Regions from separate parts of the Bombyx mori genome. Here region 1 is linked to region 2. Evidence: chromatin contacts called from public Hi-C data. All regions are on one chromosome and are shown on one strand. Each heading gives the region's core, a stretch centred on a gene start, on an enhancer-like site or on the middle of the called end of the contact. The rest is flanking DNA. Distances are from core to core; before and after follow the strand shown.

Region 1 (4,260 bases), core at 56-2,555, 51 kb before region 2:
TTTAATAAATTTAAATACTATTATTACCTTTTCTCTGAAGCCCGGTGCGACGATTCTCTGTTTCAAGTTTGTCTCTCCGTCCAGATTACACGTGTCCAGGTAGCAGATCCCCATTGGATTGGAGGAGTGCAGCAGCACCATATCAGCTGGCACCGCTTCGTTGTTAGACAAGTGAACGAGGTCGCCGACTCGAACGTCCCTCCATTTCACCTTAACATATCTTTCGGCTGATCTGTGAAACGAAGATAAATAATTAATGAAAAACAAATACGGTTTTACGTTATCTGAAGGTTGTTGAGTGTTATGTACTACATACAGCCTTGTTCGTATATTTTTTACGAGTGATGTATTAAAGACAATGAAATTGAAATTCTCTAACACGTATTGAATAGTGCAAAGTAATATTGTATCAGACGATTTCACGATGCCTCATTATATCCCTGGAGGTATTGCTAATTTCCTACTTAACTGCCTATTTTTACACCGAATAACTAATGAACTTATTTGCCGATTTTAACATCAAAAACGGAAAACAAAACTAATTTTGCACATTTTAATCTTACGTGCTTACGTTGGTTGGCATGCGCGACGCGACGTCGCGAAAAATTATACGTAACTTGACATAACACACTTGGTTATGTAAATTTGGTTGATGATGGTGGTGATGATTGATGAATAGATTTGTTTGCTCTTTTTCTGGGTGTTTTTATTAAATATATATTTAAACATGTATAAGTATGTTTATCTGTCTCTGGTACCCATGTATCCATCCTAGCTCAGCTCAAAATCCGGACTAGACACTCCACCATTTGCCTGCGAAGAATTCTTAAATACTTTGGCCACATTGCAAGGACAGACAGTGACAGCTTGGAGAAATTGGTGGTCACTGGAAAGGTCGAGGGCAAGCGACCAAGAGGCAGGAGCTCGACCCGTTGGACGGACCAGATTCGTGCAGCCCTTGATACCACAGTGCACGATGCTCTGCACTCAGCTGCAGATAGGAACAGATGGCGGTGCATTATAAAAAAACAAACTGTTTCAAGGCCATGACCACGACCCTCAGTAATGAGGAAACCGACGCAAGGAGGAGGGTACCTATAACACAGGGAATCCTAAATTAGGGCCGGATGACTGAACCAGACCACGCCCACTCTGTCAAGAGTGTACGACTAGGAAGAAGACTGTTGGTATATTATTTTTTGCATTACTATACATTATTAGTCAATTTTTCTACCTACTAATGTCGCTGTAACACAAACATGCAAGCATGCTATGTCGTCACGATGTTATCGACTGCGTGTCGGCTGGCTTTTTTTTTAAAATCGTTCATGGCTCCGATAAGAGTTCGCGAGGTAAAAGCAACAGGTAACTTGTTCTATGGTGGCCCGATTACACGAATAATCCGTAGACGATTACCGCTTTCGCTTTCATTTGTTTCGCATTTATATTTTCTTTCTTGTCACCGCTTAATAGAGGCAATGACTTAACAATGCCAGTGGGATTTTTTTTTTGTTTCCTTTTACTAGGATCGCCTCATTGGTGTACCGATTACTCGACTCTCACCATTGTTGTATGGTCTTCAGGTTCGTTTCAAGTTGGATATCTATTAAAGTTATTACGCCTTAGTGTTCTCAGTGTATTTGACACAAACGAGCGCGTTCTATATAACCGAAAAAAAAATCTTGAACATTAATAGAAATGATTTTTTTTTCCTACTGAAGCTGACGGTCTAGAGAGACCGTATCAGGGTAACCTCAACAAGTAGGTGAGCTCACAGGGCTCAAACCTGACGATGTTGCTGATCCGAACCCTAGCAAGAGCCGTGCTTCGCAGAAACTACCACTGGATCGGAAACGCGACCCATTGAGAGGATCCGGCGAGAAACTCAGTGGGCTGTGTCTGTGGGTTAAGAAATTACCATTGGAAACATCTCGCGATATTATATTATAGAATATCCGAGATGCAAGTATTACCTAACATACAAAATGTAATTCGAATATTAATAAAATAAATCTAATCATATGCTATAACAAGATTACTCGGTACGTGCTTTTAAAAAAAATTAAAATAATCGGTTTTCAATTTCTCGATAAAGAATGTACATAGTACCTACGCTTTATTATTAAATGTCAAATTTCAGGAAGTACATTCGTTATCAGTTAAGAGTAATAAACTATAATAAACGTTTTCGTTTCGAGACAATTCCTTTTATTGTTTTATTTTTTTTACGTCCTGTTTGTGAGCAAGATTTTTATTGACGTCATAAAACGGTGTAGAGGCGTGTAGTGTAAAGGAGTGTAGACCTAACCCATGCATCAGCCCGCTGAGTTTCGCGCCGGATCTTCTGAGTGGGTCGCGATTCCGATCCGGTAGTAGATCCATTCGCAAAGCAATTGCTCTTGAGTAGTTAGGTCTCCTTCGGAGGCGCTCGGGCCTTTTCGATATCGAGTCGAGGGAACCCGCTCCTCCCCACGACCTCTCACAGCTGGAGTTCCGCAAGGCTCTGTCCTCTCACCCCTCCTATTTAGCTTATTCGTCAACGATATTCCCCGGTCGCCGCCGACCCATTTAGCTTTATTCGCCAACGACACGACTGTTTACTATTCTAGTAGAAATAAGTCCCTAATCGCGAAGAAACTTCAGAGCGCAGCCCTAGCCCTAGGACAGTGGTTCCGAAAATGGCGCATAGACATCAACCCAGCGAAAAGTACTGCGGTGCTATTTCAGAGGGGAAGCTCCACACGGATTTCCTCCCGGATTAGGAGGAGGAATCTCACACCCCCGATTACTCTCTTTAGACAACCCATACCCTGGGCCAGGAAGGTCAAGTACCTGGGCGTTACTCTGGATGCATCGATGACATTCCGCCCGCATATAAAATCAGTCCGTGACCGTGCCGCGTTTATTCTCGGTAGACTCTACCCCATGATCTGTAAGCGGAGTAAAATGTCCCTTCGGAACAAGGTGACACTTTACAAAACTTGCATAAGGCCCGTCATGACTTACGCGAGTGTGGTGTTCGCTCACGCGGCCCGCACACACATAGACACCCTCCAATCCCTACAATCCCGCTTTTGCAGGTTAGCTGTCGGGGCTCCGTGGTTCGTGAGGAACGTTGACCTACACGACGACCTGGGCCTCGAATCAATTCGGAAATACATGAAGTCAGCGTCGGAACGATACTTCGATAAGGCTATGCGTCATGATAATCGCCTTATCGTTGCCGCCGCTGACTACTCCCCGAATCCTGATCATGCAGGAGCCAGTCACCGTCGACGCCCTAGACACGTCCTTACGGATCCATCAGATCCAATAACCTTTGCATTAGATGCCTTCAGCTCTAATACTAGGGGCAGGCTTAGGGACCCCGGTAACCGTACTCGTCGAACTCGACAAAGAGGTCGACGTGCAACCTAACCCATGCATCAGCCCGCTGAGTTTCTCGCCGGATCTTCTCAGCGGGTCGCGATTCCGATCCGGTAGTAGATTCATTCGCGAAACAATTGCTCTTGAGTTGTTAGGTCTCCTTCGGAGGCGCTCGGGCAGTTGTTAGCAAATCCCACCCCTCTTGGCTGAGCCTTTGCTCGCCCACCTGTCCTGGTGAAACTGGAAAGGCCTTCGGGCCACCAGTAAACTTTCAATCATAAAAAAAAAAAAGGCGCTCGGGCAGTTAGCAAATCCCACCCCTCCTGGCTGAGCCTTTGCTCGCCCACCTGTCCTGTTGAAGCTGGAAAGGCCTCCGGGCTACCAGTAATCTTTCAATCATAAAAAAGAAAAAACGAGTGTAGATTTTTAAGGAAAACTTTTTTTTAAACCTATGCTGATAGCCTTGAGAGGCTATTTCATGCTTCGCCCTAACATGCAGGTGAGCTCACGGGGCTCAAACCGCAGTGTTGCTAACACTGGCCCTAGCAAGAGCAGTGCTTCGCAGAATCTACCACCGAATCGGAAACACGATCTGCTGAGATGAGGAAAACGTTGCATTTTGTAACAACTGCCAATGTGTGATAAACACTCAAATCGTTACTTTGAATATGATCTGATAAGCGCAGTTCTTACTGCTGGTAGGGCTACTTGTGAGTCTGCAAAGATACACCAACACCTTCCTGCTAAATTTGTGCCGCGAAGCAATAATTCGTTTCTGTTTGAGAAGTGGGGCAGCCGTTGTACTTTAAAACTGTAACTATCTAACACCATACAGGCCGTAAGCTAGTTCAACCATCTAAGCATTAAAAACGATTTTATTTTGTCTTTCAAACG
Region 2 (4,441 bases), core at 659-3,158:
TATCTTCTATCTATCTTGGGGTATCTTCCCAGAATTATTTATATACAAAAAATATATTTGTTTGTGTAAATATAATTGTGATTGTAAAAATGTATTTTTAATAAAGTAATATTATATTAATATTATTATCTAATCTGTGAATAATATAAGCTTGGTTCTTCAAATTAGTAGACAAATGAGATTAAGCATAATGAAGATCATTTTAAGTTTTATAGAATATTAACTGTTTCACGCATTAATAAAAAAAGGATATTTAGAAATACTTATGTATAAAAAATACTCTGTTCAAATTCTACATGTTGCTCTTGTTTCATATTTTTAACACAATTATTGTTATTTTGCAGTATGCACTGATAAAAGGTAATATAATATTTTTGTAGACTGTTTTCACTGATATTCATTATTCTACTTAATCCAAATGACTATATTATTATTTTTATAAAATCTGTATATTAAAAGAAAATAAAACTTTAAATTGACTTGAAAAATATAAAAATGTGCTTAAAGTTTACATTCAATATTATGATAAAATAATGAATCAAATAATGTATCCAAAACCAAAATGAAAATTGCTTTTTGATACATAAGCTAGCTTAAGGGCCAGAGCCATTTTGTAAATTCTACAGAATCTTATGAAACAAACTGAGTCATTACTTACTGTAGGTACAACAATTCCACATTCTAGTATACTTCCAAATAGCTAATTCAAGTAAAAAAATATTAAGATTTAAATTACTCACTTCTTGTATACTCTGCAAAATGAATTGTTGATTCTCTTGTCTGACATGTGTCTTCTCCGATCTTCAAACAAGTCTTTAATAGCCGTCACACCTAACACAAACAACACAGGTAGCATAGCCACTTCCTTGCCAAATGCACTTATAGCTGGCACCCAGTTCAACAACACAATAAAAATAAAATACACATTTGCGATCCTATGAAACTGTTCAAATAAATTTTTTGGTAAAAATGACAGTAAGGTGTATTTAGTAGTCCTAATTTTATTGTTGCACCTATGTCCATTAGGATGGTCTTTTGGTGGTGTTTTATCTGGCACTAAATGGTTTGGTACTACAGTCATATGACAATTATCAATAACAGGCTGTTGTCTTCTCAACAACCAAAAGGCTGCACGCCGCCATGGGCCAACAACGGAAGTTCTTCTTATTGTGTATATGGAATCAGAGCGGGATGCTTGTCGTGAGTGATGAGCGCGTACAGATCCCAGTCTTGGTTGGGCACTTGCAGGTACTGGTTCGCGATGACCTGGTGGCAAGATGAAGTCTGTGCGGCTGCCAGTGCGACTGTGACCGGGTCCTGACCCGGCGCGTGGACCTTCGCCAATTTGACCATGAGACAAAGCTCGCTGATGACCTCTCAGTGCAGATTTTAAGGGCGGCCGGGCCGTGGTCGTATTCCCGGCTAGTATGGGAGTGCCACCATGGCTTATGGACCTCGAGTGTCCTTTTACTTTCGGAAATAGATATGTTTGTTCGGGTGCTCCTGGTAAACATGGCACCGTCGAGGGAGTCTCTCCGCTTCCTTCTGTTGACATTTTTATACATCTGTGATGGATGCCGCTCAATTATTCCTTTCATTTAAAACGTGACGCGTAATGTGATAGTAATGTTTATTGAAGAGTTATAAGAGAATTTGTCGATTGTCGAATGATTTGAAACATATGGTAAAGTCATCTGATCACTGATTCGCAAGAATAATATTCGTGTTACAGAGAGAACGTATCAATGGTGATGTATTCTGAACTGATAGTACATTACACATTGCTATATATTTCACATCGAAATACAAATATTGTTATTTCCACGAAGCAACGGCGCTTATCACGTACGCGAGAGAACAACTCAAAACAACTAAAAAAGTGACTGTAAGTGAGAGTAGCGAACTGACAGAATTGACACGAAGTTGACATTTTGACATGATTTTGTTTTATTTGATTGTCAATTGGATACGCGATGAGAGCAAAGCCTATACAGCCAAGTCTTGTGTAGTGGAGGATGAAGCCATCATTGCCATATGAATGGCAATTTACAATGTCCGTTCCCGTATCACCTACGCAGCTGCGACATGGTATCACCTCATCCCGCAGCTTACGCGGGTGAGGTTGCAGGCCCAGTAAAATCTGGCTCTACGCACGATAGTAGGAGCAGGCCGTTACGTCAGAAATGACGTAATAGCCCGGGATCTTTATGTGCAGTTGCTCGAGGAGTTCATTTGGAGGCTAGCTCGTAATATTTACGAGCGGGCTGACGGTGGACCCCACGAGCATGTCCACAATATAGCTCCCTTGCATGCCAGACCAACTGATGGTCGGGCGCAACCAAGGGAGCTACTGGCAACTTAACCGGAGTGTTAAGGGAGTGCTCATAATGAGTGTGGGAGCATGGGGATGGGACTGAGCTGTCCACATACGGGATCCGTGGTGGACCCCGGCCCTCTTCTTGCTGACTGTTGTTCCTGTTTGTATATAGTAGTTAGTAGTTAGTTTGTAGTTAGGTTTAGTTAGTTGTAAGGGCAAAAAAGAAAAGAAAAGAAAAGCAGAGTACAGCACCCCGGCGCCGCCGCGCTGGTGTGCTACGTCCACGGGCACCAATTCGACGCCTAACCAAGCCCATCGTATTATATATGTTTAAATAGATGTAAACTGCAACCGAGCACGCTAAGAACAGTCCCACCCTCATCACACCCTGCCCTGCGTTGCAGGGAGTTTCTGCCCGCCGGGGCAGATGGGTTTGCCCCGAGGCCCGCTCCGTGCCCTCTTAAGGGGGCACGAAGAACCCTTCTTATCTTATTGTGAATGGCAGTGAAATGGAGCAACTGGACCTAAGATGCAAATGAAATTGATATTGGAATGGAATTTTTGAATATTAAATTCAGTTACTGAATCAATTGTCAGTTTAAACGCAATGAAGTAAGACGTGTCATGTGCGTAAGAGGATGGCCCCAGTATTGTCTAGAAAAGAACAAATTTTTTATTTTTTTTATTGCTCGAAATAAAAAATAAAAAAAACAAGAATATCGCTGAAGAAATATTTATTGCTGTGCGGAATGTTAACAAATATGACATGAATATGAACATTATGAGTGATTTAGAACCAGCAAACTTCAGAAATCTTCTTTATATATAAAAAAGAATTGCTGTTCGTTAGTCTCGCTAAAACTCAAGAACGGCTGAACCGATTTGGTTATTTTTGGTCTTGAATTATTCGTGGAAGTCCAAAGAAGGTTTAATCTACCTTGATTTAAGAAAATGCTCGGAATTAAATAAAAATAACAATTTTGTTTTTCTTTTGATGTGTTCCCCTTCGGACGGATTCCTTTAGGTCTTTTATTTATCGATTGAGGCACTACGAAGTCTGCCGGGTCAGCTAGTTATCTTTAAATGGATTCGATCTCGTTTGACCTAATATTAGGCCTTGTGACACCGTTTATTAAAAAACAGGATACTATCCTACGATAGTCTATTATATATTTATTTTACAACTATTACATATCTAATCCTACGACAGTATAAGTCCAAAAGAAAGATTGGTTGTAACATTAAGATTTCTTGCAACAGGAAATTCGTATCAAGATTTAAAATTTAGTTCTTCAATATCCCAACCCCTGATGACAAAAACTATCCCTGAAACATGTCGGGCTATTTATAAATGTCTGGAACATTAAATAAAGGCGACCGAAATTAATACTTTTTATTCGGAAGCAAAAAACAAACTAAACTTCTTCTCTTTGTTAAAAACACAAACATCGATTCTCAATCTTTGATATAATTTTGGTTCATGCTTCTTGCATGCATGCAATCTTGCATTCAATATGCACCTTTAATAATCTGGATTCTATAATTTTACTTCGTTCATTTTGTTCATTCGGCAACGTCATCGATGGCCGACATCTTTCCGTTCTCAGTTCCGACATTTTGACATTTCTTCAGCAGTAGTTGGTTAAATCGAGTTGATCTTTTACACTATCATAATGGATGAAGAATACGATGTGATTGTCCTGGGAACAGGCTTAAAAGAATGTATTTTAAGCGGCATGTTGTCGGTTTCTGGGAAGAAGGTTTTGCACATCGATCGCAATAAGTACTACGGTGGTGAATCTGCGTCAATTACCCCGTTAGAGGAGCTGTTCGCTAAGTTCAACGCACCGGCACCTGATGAAACATACGGTCGAGGTCGAGACTGGAACGTTGACTTGATTCCTAAGTTTCTGATGGCTAATGGATTGCTAGTCAAATTGCTTATTCACACGGGCGTCACCCGGTACTTGGAGTTTAAGTCCATCGAAGGAAGTTATGTTTACAAAGGTGGAAAAATCTCCAAAGTACCTGTCGATCAGAAAGAAGCTCTTGCGTCTGATCTTATGGGCATGTTTGAGAAGAGGCGTTTCCGCAACTTCTTAATCTACGTTCAAGATTTCCAGG

What was found. Hi-C and Micro-C count contacts between places; a contact is called where the count stands out from the background.
Region 1: a contact with region 2 is called in a Hi-C map of whole pupa, with 4 times the contacts expected there. The contact joins the enhancer-like site here to the promoter of LOC101740011 in region 2. A contact is called at or near these places in 3 of 7 Hi-C or Micro-C datasets (midgut and whole pupa).

Annotation. Positions count from the first base shown.
Region 1 is chr13:13,956,511-13,960,770 of ASM3026992v2, reverse strand. LOC101740011 (phospholipid-transporting ATPase VD) reads right to left here. Exons shown (of 16, transcript XM_004927955.5): 2 at 28-232. Among protein-coding and RNA genes, the nearest start is that of LOC101738667, 38 kb to the left of the region's middle. Within about 2 kb of position 1,305, at least 3 of the 8 cell types and tissues checked have open chromatin away from gene starts, as enhancers often do.
Region 2 is chr13:13,905,735-13,910,175 of ASM3026992v2, reverse strand. LOC101740011 (phospholipid-transporting ATPase VD) reads right to left here and starts at 1,908. Exons shown (of 16, transcript XM_004927955.5): 1 at 741-1,908. The coding sequence starts at 1,555. It overlaps LOC101738941 (beta-alanine-activating enzyme), which reads right to left. Exons shown (of 6, transcript XM_004927706.5): 6 at 3,941-4,441. It overlaps LOC101738804 (rab GDP dissociation inhibitor alpha), which reads left to right and starts at 3,991. Exons shown (of 1, transcript XM_004927705.4): 1 at 3,991-4,441. The coding sequence starts at 3,991. LOC119629346 (a long non-coding RNA gene) reads left to right here. Exons shown (of 3, transcript XR_009974753.1): 3 at 1-496.